2 separate regions of the Ovis aries genome follow, and region 1 is linked to region 2. Evidence: chromatin contacts called from public Hi-C data. All regions are on one chromosome and are shown on one strand. Each heading gives the region's core, a stretch centred on a gene start, on an enhancer-like site or on the middle of the called end of the contact. The rest is flanking DNA. Distances are from core to core; before and after follow the strand shown.

Region 1 (5,381 bases), core at 1,182-3,681, 170 kb after region 2:
GCATGAAAGTGAAAAGTGAAAGTGAAGTCGCTCAGTCGGGCCCAACAATTCTTATTTTTAGAAAATTGTCCCGAGTGATTCTGAGGCCCCCAGAATTGAGAGCCAGTGCTCTCATCTTCTGTCCTCAAAGGCCTGACTGGCTATGCCTTGATATGGATGGCCAACGTTCCTCTGCTCTTTATTCTTGAGGAGACTGCAACCCCTCTTTTAGGGGAGACTTTTGGGGATGTGTATGACCAATTTTTAATAGAGAGGTAGCCTAAAGGTGTTGAGGGAAGATCCCTGGTTCAAGGGCCTCTCCTGTATATGCAGTCCCCTTCTGTGTAGTGACTGACTTTTACAGCCTCTTAGATTTGTCCATGTGCCAGGTGTAGGAGACAAAGTTGATTTTTTTTTTTCCTGTAGATCAAGAATTGAAGAAAGAAGAGCTGGTGGGAGGAAGAGTGAAATCAGGCACTGAGCGATTGCAAGGCTGAGATCAGTGGAGGTGATCAAATGACCTGGTTAATGGGCAGAATAGGGTAGGAAGGGTTGTTGGAAGAGATACTGATTGTGAGCTTTATATCAAGAACTGGATTTTTCTTTGCATCTCTATTGCCAAACAAGGAGTTGTGAAAAAGACTGGATGAATGCATAAAAGAATACTTGAGTGAGAAGCGGTATCATAAGACCAAGTGCCTGGGAGTTCTTCCAACCCCACCTTCCTGGAGGCATTTATGTTTAGCTCAGGGTTTGCGAATGAAAGGGAAGAAAGGCCATTGAGATGAAGGAAGAGAATGAGCAAAGGCACAGAGCTATGAAATAACCTGATGGAACTCTGTGTTTTTGAACTGTGCCATCCAATAGAGTAGCCACTAATACATGGCTATTTAAAACTAAATTAAATGTAAAATACAGTCCATTAGATATGCTAACCGCATTTCAAGTGCCTAGTAGCCACAGATAGTAGCTGATGGCTACCATATGGACAGCACAGGTATAGAACATTTCCTTTACTATAGGAATTTCTGTGGGACGGTCCTTCCAGGGTGACACAGAGAAGGCAGCACAAGTTGAAGAAATAGGTTGGGGTTGAAAGGTCCAAAGAATCTTTTAGAGCACACTTAAAAGCTCAGACTTGATCCAGAAAGCAATGGGCAGCTACTGAAAGAGTATTTGTTTCTTAACTGAGATAAAATATATATAAAATTCACCATTTTAATCCTTTATAAGCATGCAATTCAGTGGCATTAAGGATAGCACATTGTTGTACAACCATTACCACTAGCTATCTTCAGAACTTTTTCATGACCTCAAGCTAAAATTCTGTACCAGCAAGGGACGCAGGGATCTTGTTTATTGAACAGAAAAGACACTTGTTCTTTGGAGTCCCCAGGGCTGTGAAAGATTTGTGACTCCAGAGTGAGCTGAGAAAAGAAGAGAGGGCCAAGGCCACAAAACAGAGGCTATTGATACGGACTCCTATCGTAGGTATAGGGCCACTAAGGAAGACAGAGCCCTGGAAAGGAACTCACAGAATTAAAATGAACTGTTCACTCACAGTAGGGAATATTTCCAAGGTAGCTGATTCTCCCAAGCAGGAAGTTTTTCCATGCTGCTTCCGATTTTCCCAGGCGTTTAAGCCCCAAAGAAGATGGACTTGAAGAAATTCATTCACACCTACACCCACACAATCAACCCTACATTGTGAGTAACCTGCCTTATAAACTGGCAGCCTGAACCAGGGGTAATCTCTTCTTACAGCAGTCCCATTGGAAGAAACTTTCTGAGTTCTACCTCACAGAAAGGGCAGAAGCAATACAAAGTTACTCAAATTTTGTTAATAACACTTTTATTCACAATAACCTTTTAAACGATTTCCTATAAAAATGTAAATTATTTTCTCTGCTGTTTCTTGTGAGCAATATTATAACAACAATAAAGGAGTCTTAAAAATTGTCGGATTTCACATTTTACTCCAAAATGTGGCCCGGGAGAAAGGTCCTCGTGACTGTGGTGTCTGGAAATGTAGATTTTCAATTGGCAAATATTGATGGCCTCCGAAGGACTGATTTAGTTGGTCAAGCTTAAAGAGAGGGAAGACTTCTTGCAGAAACTGGGATTATGGATAGGTCTTCTCTTTTTGAGAGTTTGAATTTTAAAAGAAGTTATTCAGAGGTTGTCCCACATATATTTTTGTTCAATGGTTTGTATAAACTAGTTTAGTTAATCGATCCAGCTCATTTATATTAAAATGATTTTATTTTATTGGTTTCACACCAGCCCCTGGGAGGTCTGAAGAGTGAGGAATTTCATATTTATGCACAGGGCCAGAAACAAGTAAGAGCGAGGTGGAAACGGAAACAAAGAAACAATATTCCAGAGCAGGACTTGATGGATGGAGTCAGAGTCAGCCAGAGAGCTCAGTTGTCCCTTTCCAAAGTTCCGTGCTTCTCCCCGCAGAGTGATCCAGGAACGCAGGGTTCCCAGGCAGTCGGCGTCATTAGTCCCTCAACTGAGAGCGCACTTTGCCGTTTTTCTTCGCGCTCCGTGCCTTTTGAGGATTTGACTGTGATTCTTTAGTGTTCACCTCAGTTAGAGCTCAACTCGCGTTGACTCTTAAGAGACCGGAAAGGTTAGCAGTCTCTCCTGTTGTCTTGCCTGTAGCCTCTGGATGAAACTTTCAGAATTAAGCTCAAACTTTGCCTCTCTCATAGGGTTATACGTTGTCTACCCATATGGGAAGTATTTGTAGACAGGGAGTTTTATCTTTCCTTTATTTTTGATAACCTCAGAACTGATGAGGGAGACCTGGGTTCGATCCCTGGGTTGGGAAGATCCCTTGGAGAAGAGAACGGCTACCCACTCCAGTATTCTGGCCTGGAGAATTACATGGGCTATATAGTCCATGGAGTCGCAAAGAGTCGGGCAGGATTTAGCGACTTTCACTTTCAGAACTGATGGCTCTGACAACTGGGCTCTGAATAGAAAGTGTTTAACCGGAAGACCAGCAGATGGCGCCATTTGTCATTTATTGACACCCGCGTATAAAAGCGTGTGGCATGGCTTCTTGCCTCTTTAATTTGAGTGGTATTATAAGTAAAATGTTTTCAACTGTTTATTATGCATGAGCCAAAATTCTATGAATGTGTAACATTTTCTCCTGTATTTCCCTTTTTTATAACATCATTTAAATTCCTTATTAATAATTTTAAAATGTTCTGGATTTTAATCACTTTTCTCATCACTAAAATATCTGATGAAGAGATTTTTTTCCCCCTGCTGAAGGTGAGCTAGAGGAAACCATCAGCCGGGAAGGAAGAAGAGAATCTCACTCTTGACTCGAGCTCAAGGCCCCTCCTGCACCGCTTCATCTTTTCAGTTTAATTGAATAGTATTTATTTAATTAATAAAAATATCTGTTTTGTACAGATTTCAGAAATCCAAGGCTCGAATAGGCTGCCATTAATAAACCAAGTTTTTTTATATCCAAGTTTAATTATGGTGGTGTTTGTTTGATAGCTTGTTACTGTAAATAAAAGAGATAAAGGCAGCCCTTCACTGGAGTAGCTCGAGAGCTGTGAAATATGTACCTAATTAAAACTATTGGTGTAAGAGGCTAATAAAGTACATGTGCCTACTAGATGTCTTATTCTAATGAATCTCGGCTAATTTGCTTTGACTGATGAATTTCGGTGTTAGTGGTAGGGGCTGAATAATTATGAAATTTATCACAAGATACAAGGACTCATTAAGGATTACTCAGGTTGAGTTAGAGGAATGTTTTCTTTGTCAGGAACACAGGCCTTGACCAATGTAATTACGGCAATGCCAAAGAGTAGCCAGATTCCAATCCAAGCCCCAGAGAATGTTCAAGGCCAGGAGGGGAGCATGTTTCTGGCAGGGGTGGGGGTGGGAGTCGGGGAAGTGGAGCCACCAGCGACTGTCAGTTCTGAGACAAACACCTGTATGGGGCTCGGGCCTGAATTTTAAATAGAAGCTTTCACTGTGCACAGAACTCCTCATGGATGGATTTAAGGACAATGACTCTCCTCCCACTCTTTCCTTGTAAAGGTTTTCCCACCCTTCATGAGGGAAAAGGAGTGCTCACATTTATTTAGCAAGGATACTGCTTGCTGCAGGAAGCCTATTCAGCTTCAAATTCTTTTTTTTTTCTTCTAAGTTTTAGCCTTCTGAGTCTCCTGAGTTATTAGTGAATCTGATTTTCTAAAGTCCTGAGTGGGAGACCCCAAAACCGGGGCCATGATTAGAGCCCATTTGGCCAGTCTCACATAACTACTTGCAGATTGGCCAGGAGGTTAAAAAAAAAAAAAACAAAAAAACACCATCTGTTTGAATTTGAAGTGGAAGATACTAACTGTTACAACATGTGCTGTGGGCAACACAGAGAAGAGCTATCTTCCCAACCAAGACCTGCACATTCTGCTCCTTACCAACCAGGAAGCAGAAGAGAATGGAGGACACCCTTAGATACCTTCCCACAGGAAACAGAGGCAGCAGAGCAGCTACGCTCCTGAGGGCAGGCAGGAGCCCAGCTCCGGAGATGAGAGCTGTGGATTAAAGGTCCCTATGAGGGGGCCTGGCTTCAGCCTCTTCTTCTGGGGGCCAGAAGGAAGTGGGGAGCAGGGGTGGGGTTTGGGAAGGAGGGATAGCAATGCTCCAGTAAGCGACACCCAAGCTGGAAGCCTTGCCAAACAAATGGAGACCTATTTACCCTCAGCATCCCGCCCCCCACCACAGTAGAGGCTTTCCCAGGGCTGCACAGGGGCTTCATGTCCTAGCATGCGAAGTGGCTTCAGTTGTGTCCAACTCTTCAAGACCCCATGGACTATAGCCTGCCAGGCTCTGTTTGTCCAAGGGCTTCTCCAGGCAGGAATACTGGAGTGGGTTGCCATGCCCTCCTCCAGGAGATCTTCCCAACCCAGGGATCGAACCCGTGTTTCTTATGTCTCCATTGGCAGGCTGGTTCTTTACCACTTGCACCACCTGGGGGGCCCTTTCATGTCCTAGACCTGTTCTTTTGTTCACATAGGAATAAAGAACTGTAAACTCTATGACAATCAGACCAGATATGTACACATATGTAAAATGTAAATACACATACGCATATAAATATCTGCTTCTAAATGTGACTTAAAATTAAAACAAACAGAACTTCAACTTGTTAGGTGTTTTACAACCAAAGCTTTCAAATAAATTAACCCCTTGTTTGGTTTTTCTTTCCAAAAATAACTTTGGCACCAACTTTTTCCAATTTTCCTTCCCTTTGAAGGGAAATGTCAGGCATGATATTAAGTGAAATTTAAACCTTCCTGCCAAAGAGCAGAACCTATTAGAAAACATGTTGAATTTTCTAATTATTGCTTTCTAACTCAGGAAGG
Region 2 (5,677 bases), core at 1,491-3,990:
AAGGGTTTCTCAAAAGTCTTCTCCAACACTGCAGTTCAAAAGCATAAATTCTTCGGCACAGGGAAAATATGGCACACGATTAGGGAGAAAAGACTCCTGAGAAAACAGTGCTTTATTCTTTTCTTATAAAAGTTCTTTCCTGGAATGTAGCTCAAATACAGGTCCCCAAGGGTTTCTCAGGTGGCTCAGTGGTAAAGAATCTGCCTGCCAGTGCAGGAGATGCAGGTTCGATCCCTGGGTCAAGAAGATCCCCTGGAGAAGGAAATGGCAACTCGCTCCAGTATTCTTGCCTGAAAAATTCCATGGACAGAGGAGCCTGGTGGGCTACAGTCCATGGGGTTGCATAGAGTTGAACATGACTGAGCAACTGAGCGGTGAGCATGCAATGGACACACAGATGCAGATGGATCCCCAAAAGTTCCCTGCAGGATTTTTTTTTTTTTTTGTAAGAGATAGTGTCAGGTCAGGGCTTTAGGGCAGGTGATAAAGACTTTTGGTGGCTGCCCTGCTGAGCCCATTGCTTCCCTAATGGGAGCCTCTTCTTCAGGGCTGGGTGCGAGGGAGGTGGTTCTGAGGGTGGGGCTGTCTCAGCACCTGACCCCCAGTGATCTTGTTTGAGGAAGACTCCAGCCAAGGCCCAGCAGAATATTCTGGAAGCTGAGGAGTCTGCTGGTGGGAAGGTAGAAGAGTGGAAGGGGGGAATGGGCAGTAGATGCCTCACTTTGTAAAGACAGATGGAAAATAAAAGGTGTGTCCACAGCCCATGGAAAGTGCTTGATGGTCCTCTCTGCAGGGCTTCTTTGTGTGGTGATGCTCTCCCAGAGCCAGTCGGAAGGAGTTTGTGGATGGAGGGATGTGACCAGGGAATGAGAGAGGAATGTCAGGAAATGAGTCGAGGCTGGGAAGGGAACTGAGAAAGACTGTAAGTGAGGGACATGGTACTTCAGTGAAGACTGTGACCTCTAAAACCCTAAAGGGTACCGGCTGGTTTGATTCTGGCCCATGAAGTGGCTCAATAGGGTCTTAGAAATTATTTAGCTTTAAGCCCTCAGTTCATAGTTGAGGAAACAGATCCAGAGTAGTCTGAACTTGCCGTTGGTCACATGGTAAGTCTGTGGCCCTGTAGGGCCCAAGATCTAAGCTGCAGTTCCTGGTCTTATCTTTGCTGGGGACATTTGAAGTTCCTTTAGCTTGCCCCTCTGAGGTAGGGGGAAAGCCCATGAAGAAAACTTTGACCTCGGAGTCAGATGATCTTGGGTTGGGGTTCCTACTTAACCAACATGTTTCCCCAGCCTTTCCAGACAAGGACAGGGCCCCAACCCCTGGTTTTCAGGCTGGTGACCAGCCAAAGGTCAGTGGGGAGAGGGGGTTTAAAGCTGATTTGGACCCTTTTAACGTGTCTCTCCCTTTGTTCTTTTCGAGGTGGCAGTTACTGGGCAACATAACTCTCGAGGATGAGATAACCTATCTCAGATAGGAAGGGTTTATCTCTGAGGTTATTGCAAATATGCCTGACTCCTTAATCTAGTTCTGTCCAGATCTGAACTGGTAGCCAGATAAACTGTTTGCTGCCTGATTTCATGTATTTATCAAGTCTAAACAGTGATCAGAGGCAATTATCCTCCCCCAGAGGCCAGGGGCTCAAGAGCTAAGCAGTGCCCTGCAGGCCTGGCTTTTGCTACAGACCCACAAGCTGTCACTCCAGCCCCTGCAGATTTTCTCTGCTTTCTCCACAATCCTAAATTTCAAAGGAGGTTTGATGTTCTAACGGGTCTGTTTTGGTGTTCTCTTGCCCATAACTGAGAATAAAATCCCATGGTTTTTATAGGTGGATGAATCCTTTTTAAAGCCCCTTTTGTTACCACCATGGGGTTTGTGAGCACTAAAAGTGGGTTTTAAAGGACTAGAGAGACCTTAGATCAGAATTTGCTGATTGTGGAAGGGACCAACTGACGCTAGGCACAGCCCCTTCATTCTGTAGATGGGGAAGCCAAAGCACAGAGGGATTCAATGCTTTATGTAAAAGGAATGTGCTCTTTAGAGTTGGGTAGACCTGAGCTTGAAGCTTGGCTTTGACACTGACCTGCTGTTTCACCTTGGGTAACCTCCTAGAGCCCCTAACTGCCTCATCTATCATGTGGAGGTAACAATTCAGACCTCATAGCATCGTTGTGAGAAGTAAAAACTGGTTGCTCCCTGGTCAAGGTCGCGCAGATAATTGCAGGCAGAGCCAATATGAGAACCCTAGTATCCTGGCTCCCAGACCTGTCTTTTTTCCATTACACTGCAGGATTCTTTCTGGAGGTCTTCGATTGGCCATAAAATCAAAAGTAATAGTTCATTTTTGTCCCACCCAATTCAGTGTTTCTCAGAGGTAGCCCCTCCAGATGGTCTGAAGCTCAGTTCTTCTCCGGACTCTATACAATGACAGCATCTATATTTTTTTCCACAATGAATTAATAATTGACTTGCCATTGTATTTAGAGAAAACCGGATATCACCTCATGGATGTCTCATGGAGAGGGAGTGTCGTTTATTCCACTTATTCTGAAAATTTTTCTACTTAGTTTTGGAGGCAGCAGGAACAGGGATCTTGGGAAACTTTCTGCTCAGCCAGAGGATATTACTGGTCCACAGGATGACCAGTCTAGTTCAAAGTCGGGGCCTAACGGTGAAGATCCCAGGACTGGAGTCAGCCTGTCTTGCAGCCCTCGCCACGCGTTGTCTCCGCCTCAGACACTAGGTGGCGCCAAAGACACATCCTCGCGGCGCAAGGCGCGGTCGCAGCTTGGGAGGACTCGCCTTGGCGCCGCGGAATTCTCCGGGTTTCCACGCAGGGTCAGGGTTCCTTCCGGCTGGCCACCTCTCGCCACAGTGTCCTCCCATCAAAAGGACGGCTACTTTCTGGGGAAAGGCCTAGGTTGTGCTGACCGGCGATGGGAGTCATGCCCCATTTGGTGTTAGGATCCTCCAGTTCAGCATTATAAACACCAAAGGGCTAAGCTTGTTTGTTCCTCATCCGTCGTCCCAACCCCACCTCCCCCACCCCCGCCCCTCCTGTGTCATTAACGGTTCATTTGCTTTGAGTGGCATCGTTACGAAGGTTGGGGGCGCTAAATATACCTCCCCATCTTTCTATTTTTAAAAGACTGCAGACGTGACACAAATTATGCTCGCATGACGGGCGCCTCCGAGTTGGCCTAGAGAGGTTGCCGTGGGGACTGTGGAGCAGGAGGGGGTCTGCCTGGCGAGGGTGTCACGTTGCTCTTCAGCCAGGTGCGTGCTGTACCCGTCTCCTCCGGCCCTGCCGCCGCGAGCGCCCCCTGGAGGCTGGCGGGGGAGTCGGGCACGGGCGCGGCCTCCACTTTTCCGTTCCCTTTCTTGGGATGCTGCAGAGATGTCCCAGTGGCCTCTCAAATCGCGATAAAGTTTCCCCACTTTAAACGCGACTGCAGTCCTTTTACGTCCCGGTCTGCATCGTCCTTTCCACCTCTACCCGTTTCCTCTGCCCCATCCAGACAAATGGCTTCCCGGCCCCACCGGGTTCCCCGCTGGTCCCAGCTCCCCGTTGGGCCTCCAGGTCTCGGTTCCTCCTCCAAGGACCCCGTCGCGGGTCTTGACCCCTTGGGCACTGATCCAGGCAGGATTAGGGGCTCTTCCCCACACCATGGCGTCCCTCCATTCCAGAGAATCAGGAATTAAGCCACATTTGGTCCCTTTCATTTCTACTCAAGGCAGAAAGCACACTTCAGGTATTTTTTTGTGCGTGTACTAGGACCATCAGATCTGGTAGTGATTTGAGGATAAGGGTAGTTTTCTTTCTTTTTTGTTTCTTTTTTTTCTGCCCCAGAAGTTGCCTTTTTAACTAGTAAGTACAGTGCCCTAGGAGGAGTGCAGGCCTGGAAAGCTGATGGCAATTTCAACTACATTAAGCTTCAGCGGTGAGGCCAAATGGAGGCTAGACAGAGCGTGAAGAGTTGGCAGAAGAAAAAGGGAAAGAGAGGACCAGGAGGGGTTACAGGAGCAAAGGCCCCGTGTTTGCAGGTCTTAGGATGTCGAAATTCTACCGCTGGCTCTGAGAGCCTTGGCATCGTGGGTAAATTACTTTACTTCTTGATCCTTGGTTTCCTGGCCTGTGAAATGGGAATACTACTGCCTACCTCATAGAGCAGTGGTGAAGATTGTGAACTAATACGTAGACAAAGTGCCCTCTGGGAAGATAAAGAAGGCTACAATATGATAGCTGGTAGCATAATCAAATTGAAGCCATTGCTTTAGTTTCTAACCAAACTGACTTTACAGACATCCAGAAGTATATGCTTTTCTCCTCTTGTTTTGGATAAGGAGTAACTTTCCCTGAATTTTGAGTGTATTCCTTTGTTTTATGGGCTATGATGTCCTCTCCTTGCTAGAAAGGAAGGGAGGGTAACTGGCTCCCCACCCTCCAAGACCCTTGAAGAGGAATTCCTGATGTAGCCATGTCACTGGGAATAAATGATGTAACTTGGGGGCATGTCAGTTTACTCAAGTGTACCATGGGGTTTTCACATAGGCCTCTCCCTTCCAGAAAATATTTTGGGACACCAATATTGGTGTACCATCTGATGGGAATGTTCCCACGTGTGGCAGCAAGTCCATGTCTTAGCTTCTGGTGAAAGTCGGGGTTTGTAAACTGAGCTCATTTATGAATAAATAGTACAAACATGATTGATGCAGCTAGCTGTCCTCTACTGCTTGTGACTCAGTTTATTCATGCTCTGCAAAAGATGGCTCCTTTGCTCACCGGCAGCCTTAAACAGTGTTTCATTAAAACTAGCTTCACGATTATTAAAAGACAGCCCAATCAAAAGCTATACATTCCTTCTGTATGTCTGTATACATGGAGCCGTATATATGACGTACATTTCTAAGTGGGTGTATGCGCCTGCATGTATGTGTACATATGTATTTGTGTGGGTATATGCTTAGTAATTTAATTCAATGGCACAAATTCTTGGGGAAAATACCCAGGAACTGGCTCCCTTTCTGTTGCTAGATCAGAGTAGAGGCCAGTTCCTGAGGGCGTGACGTCAGTGGCTTCTCACTGACTCCACGGTAGACTCCACAGAGCGCTGTCCCAGTGTTGAGAGTCACAGACTTAGGACAGGCAAGTTTTGACTTGCTCTGCTCTCAGGACGTCCCTTTTCTCCTCAGCAGTGTTGAGGGGCTTGGGCTGGGAAGTGTTAGGGGGAAAGTGTCCTTGCAAAAAGAGACATGACCCTCCGGGCTTTCGTTTCTGGGGCTGGCTGTCTAGCTTTCCTAATGAGCAAATATGTTCTCTTTAAGGAAACAAACAAAGCAAAAACATCTATTCATCTGGATTTTATTTGTTTGTTTTAAATACAAACAAAAGGAGAGAGGAGACGTGGTTATTTCTGCAGCAACTATTTCAAATGCAAGTTATTCCATCGCTCCAGGTGTTCCGATGGTGTTTGTCACCGTAGTACCCACGGGGCTAGTTCCGACCATTATATGGTAAGGCTTTCTTTCTTTCCAAAATTCCCAGCGTTCCTTTAAGGCCCATTTAGCTGCGGGTTTTGTTTATTCTCTCAGCAATCAGCATTTAAAATAAGATAAACAAGCATTTTTCCTGGTCTGTGAATCCCCACCGACCAGCCTCCACCTGCACACCTGAAGT

Evidence for each region. A called contact is a pair of places that touch in the nucleus more often than the background predicts.
Region 1: a contact with region 2 is called in a Hi-C map of liver, with 3 times the contacts expected there. The contact joins two enhancer-like sites. A contact is called at or near these places in 3 of 16 Hi-C or Micro-C datasets (liver, retroperitoneal adipose tissue and skin fibroblasts).

The regions. Positions count from the first base shown.
Region 1 is chr1:64,397,945-64,403,325 of ARS-UI_Ramb_v3.0, forward strand. No RefSeq gene overlaps it. Among named protein-coding and RNA genes, the nearest start is that of LMO4, 41 kb to the right of the region's middle. Within about 2 kb of position 2,432, at least 10 of the 54 cell types and tissues checked have an H3K27ac peak or open chromatin away from gene starts, as enhancers often do. A contact at or near this core is called in liver, where this site is marked.
Region 2 is chr1:64,230,496-64,236,172 of ARS-UI_Ramb_v3.0, forward strand. No RefSeq gene overlaps it. Among named protein-coding and RNA genes, the nearest start is that of LMO4, 210 kb to the right of the region's middle. Within about 2 kb of position 2,741, at least 15 of the 54 cell types and tissues checked have an H3K27ac peak or open chromatin away from gene starts, as enhancers often do. A contact at or near this core is called in liver, where this site is marked.